Regions from separate parts of the Rattus norvegicus genome. Here region 2 is linked to region 1. A link is a contact called in public Hi-C data. All regions are on one chromosome and are shown on one strand. The core of a region is the stretch at or near the end of the contact, and the rest is flanking DNA. Distances in the headings are between cores, read along the strand shown. Region 1 holds the start of Sirt7 (sirtuin 7). Region 2 holds the start of Dus1l (dihydrouridine synthase 1-like).

Region 1 (5,758 bases), core at 2,047-4,546:
TCCTGCTTCCGTCTTGCCGGTGCCGTGGTGTTGTCCGTGCCTGGTGAGGTTTTGTGCAGCCGTAAAGTGCTGGTGCTTCTGGTGACCTTTGACCTGTGGCTGTCCCTGTGTTTTTGTGTGTGTGTGCGTGTGTGTATGTGTGTTTGTCTTTTGGATTTTTGTTGTGGTTTTGCTTCTGCTGGCTTGCTGGACCCAGGCAGAACATACTCTGCCGCTGGAGTACAGGAGATTGCCTGCTGGCTCACATTCTTCTGCACTTGTCCATTCCTCTGCCACTTGGTCCCTCTGAGCCTTGGCTTGGCATTGTGGGTCTAGGGCTTGGCTTAAGGCAGTGGCAGAGTAAGTGAAATTGGGAGCTATCGGGCCCCCATGCTGCTTCCACATCCACCACCTCTGGCCCTGGGTGGTGACATTGCAGGGACCAAGGTGTCACTGTGGGTGCCCACAGGGCTGTGCCCTACCTGTCCTCGGCCGTCTTCCTTCTGGCCTCAGCTTAGTTCCTAGAGTCTTCATTGGGGCCTCAGCTAGGCCGCCCCAGGGGCCTACCTTGTGGATTGGGAGTCCTGTCACTCGTGTATTTCTGAAACCCCGTTCTGTGGGGTGTTGTTTCCCAGGCAGATTGGTTAGGGGCCCCACTTGGGGCAACCCATTCTTCCCTGTCTCACTGTGAGAGCCTGGAGGCCTCCACCATGGCCAGACAAAGGCTTTGGCCCTCGGGCCCAGTCTGTTCTTCCCAGTGTCTGCAGCTCTTGGCTCTGGGCCCTATTCTGCCTCCTTCAGGATCTGCGTCTTCCAGGGATCCGCTGTTCGACTTGGAGGTGCTTCTCTGCAGGTCCCAAGCCTGCCTCCTCACCCCAGCTTTCCAGTGGAGGCTGCCCCCTTCCAGGCTTGGCTCAGGAAGCTCCTCATAGGCGGATGCCCACCCATAAGAGGCTACATCCCTTTGTGGTCACATGGCCTGTAGCCTCTTGCTGACATTGCTGGTGTCTTCTCTGGGGCCCTGGATCCCTGACAAGCACAGAAATGTGATCTGGTAAAAGGAAAGACTGTGGCCTGATAGGCCTTTACCTCGTAGGCAGCAGGATTTTCACTCAGTTTGACACAGCATGCAGTGCTCTGGGAGCAGGACCTCTGCCACCCTGGCATTTTTGGTAGGCTGGTTTGGCTCAAGGTGCTCAGACACTCCCATTGATGCCTGAGTCGGATATGGGTGGAAATCTGGACTGTTGATTATAAGTTACCAGGTGACCTCATTCCCTCCCTTTGTCTCTTAACTGGTATCCAGTGAGTTGCTGATGCCGACTGGCAAGCAGAGCTGGCCCATGCCTAGAGGAGGAGAGGGACAGGCTTTCTGAGTGCTTTGATTCTGGCTGGGCTGTAGTGTATAGCTGAGAATGGCCTCCTGCATGGGTCCAGCCTTTTGGGAGGATGAGGAAGAGGAGGCTGAGGCTAGATGTGTGTTAAACAGGAGTAGCAGATCTTTGCTTCTGAACCGGATAGAGCCGTGCTCAAGGCTTTCAGGTTTGCAGTATCTTCTTATTGAGTCTGGGGAACGTTCCCTATTGAGCCAGCCCTGCAGCTCCACTCCCTGCCCCATTCCCCTGATTTCTTGACAGTAAATCCTGTGTCCAGTTGTGACTGTTGGCTGTTTTCCTGATCATTGTTAATTCCGTTTTCCTACTGTGAGGGTGTTGTGTTTGACTTTCTGACACAGCGAATGGAGAGCTTGGGCTGAGGCCAGGTCTCCCAAACTTCTCCGCTAAGTAAACCGTAATGTGTGACTTCCCTCCTATCTTGACTGCCCGACTCCTTCCTTCCACATGGACACTCAGATTTCAAAGAAAACCCGCAGGAGGTGGGTCAGTTTCCTCTGTAGAATATGGTCCCAGAGAGTCCTCCCCTCTGTTGTGTCTAGCTGCTAGTCTGGGTGTTGTACCATCAGTGCAGGGAGTCCACGGCAACACTGAGTTATACAGGGACCACTACCATCGCCAGGCTTCCTAGCAGGCTGTTCTCAGTTCATCTTTCAGGTCCGTGTGTACTCTGTGCTAGCAGCAGCCTTGGTGTTCAAGGCCAGGATTTGCAGTTTTGATAAGCTACAGCCCACTTGGAGATGGTGAGGCCACTTCCCTGCTACCTCCCTCTCTGGTGTGGCCACTTGGCCAAAGCTCCCATCCACAGCTGGGGTGTCTGAGCCACAGCCTGCTACACTGTTTCCGCTCTGGGATCTTCTGAGTTACTCTTTTAGGCTGTGGTTTGGTGAAAGGAACCAACACATTAACGATCCCCCCCCCCCCCAAAGCCACTGAGTAATTCTTGGCATGTTTTCTAAGTGCTGTTGGCTGCCTGGTTTGGGAGCAGTTGTGGAGAGGACAGACTTAGTACCACACAGAGGCATGGGTGTGCGAGCTGCTCACAGCTTCCTTGTTTCTGGCATGTGTCCTGGGTGCGTGCTATACCTCCCGGGCCAGCTGCACACCTATGTACTCTGCCCCTGAGAGGTAGAGTGTTCAGGAAGTGTCCCTGATAGATTCCCTGTTCTCTGTGGCCCCAGTTGGGCTTTTGGCTCCTCCAGCAACTTCATGCCCCAACCCTACCTTTCCTCCCATTTCTTTCTGTCTGCTAGTCCCTGAAGCCTTTAACCAAATGGGAATGGGTACAGAAAGCCTTCTCCTGGCAACTTAGGGCAACAGGACAAGGGCTATTGTGTGTCCAGCTCTGTTGGTCTCCTGGTGCTGAGAGGTGTGTCCAAGCAGAGTTGATCAGCCCCTGCCTGCCCTGCAGGGCTGAAGCCAGGGGGAGGTTAGTAGAGAGTACCCTAAATGGGGTGAGGGTCCTTAAACATCCAAGTGAGGAGGGGCTGTTGTGTGGCTGCAAGGTGAGACCCTGTCTCCAGCACCTGGGTAGGGCCATCGGGGATCTGGCTGCAAGGTGAGGTCTGGACTTGGCATCAGTGCAGAGCGATCAAGTCACCTGGCCTCAGCAGGCAGCAGCCTTGGTGCCCACCCGTGCCCTGCGCAGTATTTATTGCTAAATTATTGTCCAGGAGGGGCGGCACTGGGCCTGGCCCCCCGGGTATTTATTGCTGTACATAGTGTATGTTTGTGATATATAAGGTTTTCTTTATTTTGTATATGATCAATAAACGCCTTTTAAAGAGATCTGGTGGTGTTTCTTTGAAACGTGAAGGAGCAAGGGAAAGACCAGGATAGGAAGGGCGAGCCGGAAGGGGTGGGAAAGGCAGGGCGCGCGCATGCGTCTTTGTAGCTGCCGGATGAGGCGGAAGCGGAAGCCGGAAGCGCAGTCCAGGGAGCGATGGCAGCCGGTGGCGGTCTGAGCCGCTCGGAGCGCAAAGCGGCTGAGCGGGTCCGGAGGTTGCGGGAGGAGCAGCAGCGGGAGCGCCTCCGTCAGGTAAGCCACTGCCATGCCCGCGCTCGCGCCGGCACGCGCAGTCGCTCACCTACTGCTCGTCCGTAGGTGTCACGCATCCTGAGGAAGGCGGCTGCAGAGCGCAGCGCGGAGGAGGGCCGGCTTCTAGCTGAGAGTGAGGATCTGGTGACCGAGCTTCAGGGTCGGAGCCGGCGGCGTGAGGGCCTCAAGCGCCGCCAGGAGGAGGCGAGTCGCGGGCAGCGGGTGCTGGGCTGTTGGCTGTAGGCTATAGCCTGTAGCCTGTAGGCGGTGGGCTGCGGCCGGAATAACCAGCTCTGGCTCCTGTCAGGTGTGTGATGACCCAGAGGAGTTGCGGAGGAAGGTCCGCGAACTAGCCGGAGCTGTCCGAAGTGCCAGACACTTGGTTGTCTACACAGGCGCTGGGATCAGCACGGTAAGTGACGGCCTGCACATTGCTTCAGGTGTGGGGCGCCCCCTTCTGGGGCACAAACTTGGGCTGTTCAGTGCTGGAGTTCAAATGCTCTCTCACCTTTGAAATAACTTCAAGGTGTCCTTTCTCGGAGATCCGGAACAAAACAATTCTAGATTTAAGATTTAACTAAGGCAAAGTGACCAAGGTGGCACATGCCTTTAATCCCAGCACTTGGGAGACAGGATCTTTGTAAGTTCAAGACCAGCCTGGTCTGCATAGGGAATTCCAGAACAGTCAGGGGCTAAAAGATAAGTCAATCAATAAATAATAATTTAGCTAAGTCAAAGAGTTTCAGAATGCTTAATTTATGAAAGCCAGTCAAACACGGAGCGGTAGTAGGATGTAGTAACCAAATACTTGCTAATGGCTTCTCACTTAAAGTGGAGACATTGATCCATGTGAATAAATGAAAAACCAGTGTCGAGTCCCAAATCTCTAATCTCAGGACTCAGGAGGTGAAGCCTGGTAGGGGAGGAAGCTCAAGGTCAAATGCTTGAGGCCAGCCTGGCTCAAAGCTTGATGCAAGACCCTGTCTAAAAAAAAGAAAGAAAGAAAGAAAGAAAGAAAGACAGAGTCACACAGTACAACAGGTACAAACGAGAAATGCTGTGCTCCTGACTCTGAGAGATTTCCTGGGCTGAGGGATGACTACCTTTGAACGTGTGACTGTATCAGTACAATCATGTGTGAGTGTGGAATGAATGTTTGACCCAGGTGAACAGTTTCTATTCTGAAGAAGCCCTAAAGTGGTCTGGTGAGATGGCTCAGTGGGTAACATGCTTGCTGTGCAAGCATGAGGACCTGAGTTTGAACTCTTAGAATGCATATGAAGAAGCTAAGCAATACCACACCCCTGTAACCGCAGAACGGGAAGATAAGCTGAGAACCCCTTGAAGCCTGCTGGCTAGGCAGCCTGGCCAAATCCATGAGCTCCACGTGTAGTGGAAGGTGGGGGTGGGGGCTGTGAGATGGCTCCCTGAATAACTAGGCACTTGCTACCAAGCCTGGTGGAGTTTGGTCCTCAGAGCTCACACAGGAGAGGACTGACTACAAGGAGCCTTCTGACTTTTCCTTGTGCTCATGACCCTTGCACCTCCCTCCCAACAAATGTGTTAAAAAAAAAAAAAGTAAGATGGGCATTGAGATTCACACACCAACACATGTAACATGTGGGTCTACACACATGTGCACAAATGCAAAGACATATACAAACAGACAAAAGAAGACCTCTGTTACAAAGGTATAGTCCAAAACCTACTACAGGCTCAGACATAAAATCCTTAAAGCTGGGAAACCCTTTGGTGGCCTTGCTGCTGGAGTGGCATCTTGGGCTCTTGCAGGGAAATGTGAGGGCAGGAAGCATGACAGACAGACAGCAATGACCCAGGAGCAAAATGAGGAACATTTGCTGCTCCAGCTCAGCCATCTGGGGCATAAGCATTCCAGGCCTAGCCCTTCATAGCCCTGCGATGATCCAGCTTTGGCTTTACAGCAGTGACTCTACAAACCTGGTGGTTAACTAAGTTCTGCTCGCAGCTCGTAAATGTGACCTAAGCACCATTTGAGGTCCTTCCCTCTGTTGGAATTACCTGCCAGGGCAGGCGCTTCTCTGAGCTTAAGCAGCAGTGTATACAGGGCTTTCCCAGCCAGGATCCAAAGACTCCCGGCTCCTAGATTGTTTTGTTTGTTTGTTTGTCGTGGGAAATTACTTAACGCTTACCTGGTTTTATGTTAGGTTGGAATGAAAACCTCAGAGCTGCAGGATATAAGTGGACAGAGGACCCTCTCCTGGGGTCACTATTTGCTAAATAGTGACCTGAACTCTAAAACCTGTTCCTTCGGACACTGATGAGCCTAAACAGTTTCCCCCTTCTGTGTTCAAGACAGATGTGGACA
Region 2 (5,573 bases), core at 2,699-5,198, 160 kb before region 1:
TAGAGCTCACCTTTAATCCCTGGGTGGCTGAAACTAAAAGACCACCATGCATAGTAAGTTCCGAGTCAGCCATGTGAGACCCTGTTTGAGAGAACATGCCCAAACAAGAAAATTCAATGTTAACGCCATCTTTGTGTATTAGGAAGGATGGGTGGGAGAGGGAGACATAAGGGGTTGTTCTTAGAATATACCATTTGGTTCTATACCCTCTCATCCCAGCGTGTAGGAGGCAGAAGCAGGTTGGTCTCTATGAGTCTGAGGCCAGTCCGTTTTATCAAGCTCCAGGCCAGCTAAGAGTACATAGTGAGATCCTGTTTCAAAAAAGAAAACTGGAGAAGAGTACAAGGGAGTACACATCGGCACCCTAAAAACACCCGAGCATCTGTGTGAGTCATACTGGACTAAAAGGGTCCCATACTGCTGGTGGCCAGAGGGGTTCAGAGGACAGTCCCCAGCAAAGCAGCCTTTTCTGGTGAAAAGTCTCCAGAAAGTCATTGAAAGTCCCGGAAGTTGGGTTGGGGATTTGGCTCAGTGGTAGAGCGCTTACCTAGGAAGCGCAAGGTCCTGGGTTCCGTCCCCAGCTCCGAAGAAAAAAAAAAAAAAGTCCCGGAAGTTGTTCTGAGGACTCTCAGCCAAGGGGGAAACAGTGTTCAGGAAAATCTACCAAATCCTTCCAGGAAGGGAGTGTGGGTTTGGGGTACTTGCCTTGGCCCATCCCTCCTCTCTGCCCGCATGATACAAGCTCCATTCTAGATGGGTGCAGCTAAGGACAAGCTCCCTCCTCCATGGGCCAGCCCGGGGCCACAGCACAGGCTACCAACGGCTCAAACGTCTGTCAGGGTCCTTTTTCACCAAAAAGAGTGCCCTCTAGAGGTTCGAAGTTCAGCTCTGGGGAGGCCCAGTCTCAGAGTCTTAACCCAGCCTTACAGTAAAACAGTGGGTCCCTACCAAGAGAAATGAGTGGAAATCACAGGCTGTCCCTTCTCGGTTGCTAGTTATTGGAGCAGGGGTGGCCTGGCTGCCTCAGCTAACAAACAGTGCTGGGAGGTTCCACTAGGGGGCAGGCCAACCTAAGGGTAGAGAACGCCCTTGCTCAGCCAAGAGGATTTCAGAAAACAAAGCAGAATTCCAGGCAAGATACTGCCAACAATGAAACTTAGGCGGTTGCATAGACAAAGGAAGAGTAGGAAAAAAAGAGCAAGAAAGGACTGGGGATGTGAGCTGGTAGAGCGATTGCCCAACACACACGAGGCTTGGGTTTGATTTCCAGCACAGCATAAAAGAAGTACTTGGGGAGATGGGGAGACCGGAGGAACAGAAATTCAAGGTCATCCTCAGATCCTCAGCTAGAATCCTAGTTCAAAGCCAACCTGGGTTACAGACCCTGCTAAGGAAAAAAAAAATAGCTGAAATATTGCTGGGAAAAAAATTAACTTATGGATGAAAGAAGTTCAACAAACACAAAACAGTAGGAACGCCAAGAAAACCAGCTGGAGCTGGAGTGTGGTGATACATGTTTGCAATCCCAGGGCTCAGGACAATGGAGAGTTCCAGGCTGGCTGGAATTACAAGTGTGTGTGTTACCACATCCAGCTGTTGTCTTCTTTATTTATTTTTGTTTTCTTGTTTTCGTTTTCTTTTCTTTCTTTTTTTCTTTTTTTGTTTGGGGTTTCAGAGATTTACAAACGAGTGAAACTGAGACGGTTGATCTCTCAGATCTATCAGGACTGAAAGATATTTTAGCTCAAGGGACAATTATACCAGGTAGAAGCTCAGGTCTATAAACAATGCTAGAACTGCTATTATTGGGGTGCAGGAATTGCCATACAAACCATATGAACACTGACCTCAGTTAAGCAAGAATAATTTCTTGAACACACGCCCTGGTCAGACCAGCGCCATAGCTCAGAATTATCTGAACTATGACAACAGATATATTTTTGTCAGCTTATAAGGGGGAAAAAACCCACACACAGGTGCAGGAAGCTCTTACTCAAGATATTTTAGACATAACAATTCATATTGACCTTTGATTTGATAGGTCCTACGTAAAGCTTTGTGGAAATTCTTAAGATTAGCAAACCTCATACAGAACATTCGGAACATACAGAACAAAACAGGGTTTGTGGTCAGCATGTCCTTGCTCTGAGTCAAGTCACTTCTCTGTGTCAATGGCTGGGAGGCATGTTACAGCAACAATATGAAATATCTGGCAGGCATGGGACAGAATGGCTAAAGCTATCCGGGGATGAGGTGTGTCAGGCTATAACACTATAAGTGAATAAAGCTAAGTAGTGTACTTTGGGAGGTTTTGTTTTGTTTTGTCTTGTTTTTGGCTTTTTTGAGGCAGGATTTCTCTGCATAGCCCTGACTGTCCTGGAACTCACTTTGTAGACCAGGCTGTCCTTGAACTCAGAGATCTGCCTCCCAGAGATATGAAGAATAGGGATTAAAGGTGTGCACCACCATGCCCAGCTGTGGATGTGAAGTTTGTTCTCCCATTTTCTTTTTAAAAAATTAATTAATCAATTATGTGTTTAAGGTGTTTTATCTGTATGTATGTCTGCAGACCAGAAGAGGGCATATAGTTACAGACAGTTGTAAGCTGCCTTGTGGGTGCTGGGAATAGAACTCAGGACCACTGGAAGAACAATTAGTACTCTCTCTCTCTCTCTCTTTTTTAAAGATTTATTTATTTAATTTATGTATACAAGTACAATTTATGTATACAAGTATACACTGTAGTTGTCTTCAGACATACCAGTTCCTATTATAGATGGTTGTGAGCCACCATGTGGTTGCTGGGAATTGAACTCAGGACCTCTGGAAGAACAGTCGGTACTCTTAACCTCAGAGCCATCTCTCCTGCCCCTCTTGTTTATTTTTTTATTTTTTATTTTATTTTTCAAGATATGGTTTCTTTATGTGGTTCCAGCTATCCTGAATTAGCTCTGTAAACCAGGCTGGCCTCCAACTCACAGAGATGCTCATGCCTCTGCCTCCAGAATGCTGGGATTAAAGGCATGTGGCATCACCACCCAGCTTCCTGTCATTTTTCTTACAAGGCAGAAAATTAAAGGATTATAAATGTCCTGTGTAATACATATATTACATTATATCATTATAACATTATGCATGTATTATTACACATACATGTATCATTATGAAGTATGTATTAGCATTTGCACCAAGGCTGGGGACCAGGACTGAATGACACAATGTTTCTGTAAGGATTGTGGAACTTAAGAGAGAAATCTTTTTTGTTTGTTTTTGAGATGGGGAGTTGGTGGGGGGTGGGCGTTGGGGCTTCTCTATGTAGCCCTGGCTGTCGTGGAACTCACTCTGTAGACCAAGTTGGCCTCCAATTCACAGAGATCCGCCTGCCTCTGCTTCCTGAGTGCTGGGAGTAAAGGTATAGGCCATCACCGAAAGGCCAACACCATATTTCTTTTTTTTTCTTCTTCTTCTTCTTTTTTTTTTTCGGAGCTGGGGACCGAACCCAGGGCCTTGCGCTTGCTAGGCAAGCGCTCTACCACTGAGCTAAATCCCCAACCCTACCATATTTCTTTATGCATGTTCCTTTCCTCTAGGAAGCATCTCATTACTCCGCAAAGGACAGGCTCCTCGTAGCCTTTCCTATCTAGGATCTGAAGTAATAATTCTTTATTTCGTTTTCTACTGTGGTATTATACTGAATTTATGTCTTGCGTCGGAAGAACCAAGGGCTGGTCCTGGAATGCGGGGGTTGGTTGGGGATGCAGGAAAGATCTCTCAGTGCCAATTGTCTGGAAGGAACAACGTGGCTCCCGAGCACGCGCAGTCTGTACTTGCTCAGCTCCATTTTCCACGGGGCCGGTCCCTTCAGCGTTGAGCTGCAGTGTCCGAGGATTTTGTTCTTTGCCGCACCGCAGACGGTGCGGAGCGCCTGGCAGTGCGCTTCCGCCTTCGGCACTTCCGGCGGTGGTGCGCTGAGACTGAGCCATAGTGCTTGGCGGCTACCGCCGCCTTCCTGCGGGTCCTGCTGGCGGCGCAGCGGGTAAGACAGAGGCTGCGGGGCCTTGTATGTATGTCCCTTTTTCTTTTTGAAGCGTGCCCGCAGCCACAGGCTTTCACTGAACCCCGGCCAGCTCCGACGGTGCGGGAAGTAGTTCTAATTCAAGCCCCTTTGACGTCGTCCGGTGTCTGTCTCGGGCCCCGGGCCAGCCCAAGGGGTAGGGTTAGCTCAGGAGACTCTAGGCCAGACTAGGAAAGGGGCCTTCGGGGCTGACATACTCGCTGCTCTCCCAACCCAAGATGTGAGGTGGCGTCAGGCCTCGTGCTGCCGGGAGGTCTCATCTGGCCAGGTCCGGCCCGCAGGGACGCAGATTTCCTTGTTCGGGCACAGACCTGTTTATCCTTCACACCTGTTCCACCAGGCTGGCGTTTAATCCAGTGGCAGATGAGGGGGTAAGGTTCAGAGAGGGTGAATGGTATGTCAGGGTCACTGCTAGAAAGGTGGAGGGCAGCTCGACCCTGTGCCTGGATATACCTCTCCTGTGTTTGGGGAAGCAGGCAGCTATAACTGACAAGAGTGGTCAGCCCCTTGAGCTGAACTTCGTACCCTCCTGAGGTATGATGGTGTACTATGGCTGAAATGAGAGCGTGTTCCTCTTCTGCCTTTAGTGTGGAAAGGATGCCCAAACTGCAGGGTTTTGAGTTTTGGAGCCGCACCCTTGGGGGTGCCCGACATGTGGTGGCACCCATGGTGGACCAGAGTGAGCTAGCTTGGAGACTGCTAAGCCGCCGCCATGGAGCCCAGCTATGCTACACCCCTATGCTACATGCCCAGGTCTTCGTTAGAGATGCTAACTATCGGAAAGAGAACCTATATTGTGATGTGTGCCCTGAGGACAGGCCCCTCATTGTGCAGGTGAGCAGAGGGACTGTGGCTACCTGAGTAGCACCCGGGTTCCAGACCATGTGTATAAGGACAGCATTCCCAAGCTGTCCCCACCATATACATATAACCCAGGAGGAGGGTCGGGGTCCCTGCAGCCTTGCATGACACATGCAGTGAGACACAGCTGCTGAGTGAGCATCCCCAAAGCTAGGGACAGTCTAAGCCCTGTGAAGGGGCAGCTTGGAGAGCACGAGGGATTTGTAGCATCAGTATTACCTTGATACTTCTCCTGTCTCAGTGCCCTCCTGTCGAGAACTCTTAGTTCTTTAAAAGTTTATGCCAGTGGCTTCTGTTACATGTCATGTACAACTCATATCCCTAGTGGTATGAGATCTTCCCACTTTATCATATTGTACATGCTGGTGGAAAGACCATAGCTCATTGAGTCACCATGGGATTCCTCACAGGGCTGGGTGGCCTAGGCAGGGAGAGTCGTAGGCCTGGTTTGACCAAAGGTGACATTCATGTCTTCTTCAGTTTTGTGCCAACGACCCAGAGGTGTTTGTCCAGGCAGCTCTCCTAGCACAAGATTACTGTGATGCCATTGACCTGAACTTGGGCTGCCCACAGATGATAGCCAAGAGAGGTGAGGTCATTTCTACAGTCCTGTGTTGACGCCTGTCCAGGCCTGTTC

The links. A called contact is a pair of places that touch in the nucleus more often than the background predicts.
Region 2: a contact with region 1 is called in a Hi-C map of the A7r5 cell line, with 4 times the contacts expected there. The contact joins the promoter of Dus1l here to the promoter of Sirt7 in region 1. A contact is called at or near these places in 4 of 12 Hi-C or Micro-C datasets (the A7r5 cell line, the Rat2 cell line, frontal cortex and 1 more).

The regions. Positions count from the first base shown.
Region 1 is chr10:106,399,036-106,404,793 of GRCr8, reverse strand. It overlaps Sirt7 (sirtuin 7), which reads left to right and starts at 3,296. Exons shown (of 10, transcript NM_001107073.1): 1 at 3,296-3,411; 2 at 3,478-3,615; 3 at 3,719-3,823. The coding sequence starts at 3,316. It overlaps Mafg (MAF bZIP transcription factor G), which reads left to right. Exons shown (of 3, transcript NM_022386.3): 3 at 1-3,161.
Region 2 is chr10:106,559,286-106,564,858 of GRCr8, reverse strand. It overlaps Dus1l (dihydrouridine synthase 1-like), which reads left to right and starts at 3,948. Exons shown (of 14, transcript NM_172018.2): 1 at 3,948-4,036; 2 at 4,663-4,909; 3 at 5,417-5,525. The coding sequence starts at 4,673. LOC120095225 (a long non-coding RNA gene) reads right to left here and starts at 1,052. Exons shown (of 4, transcript XR_010055925.1): 1 at 548-1,052; 2 at 192-311; 3 at 11-81.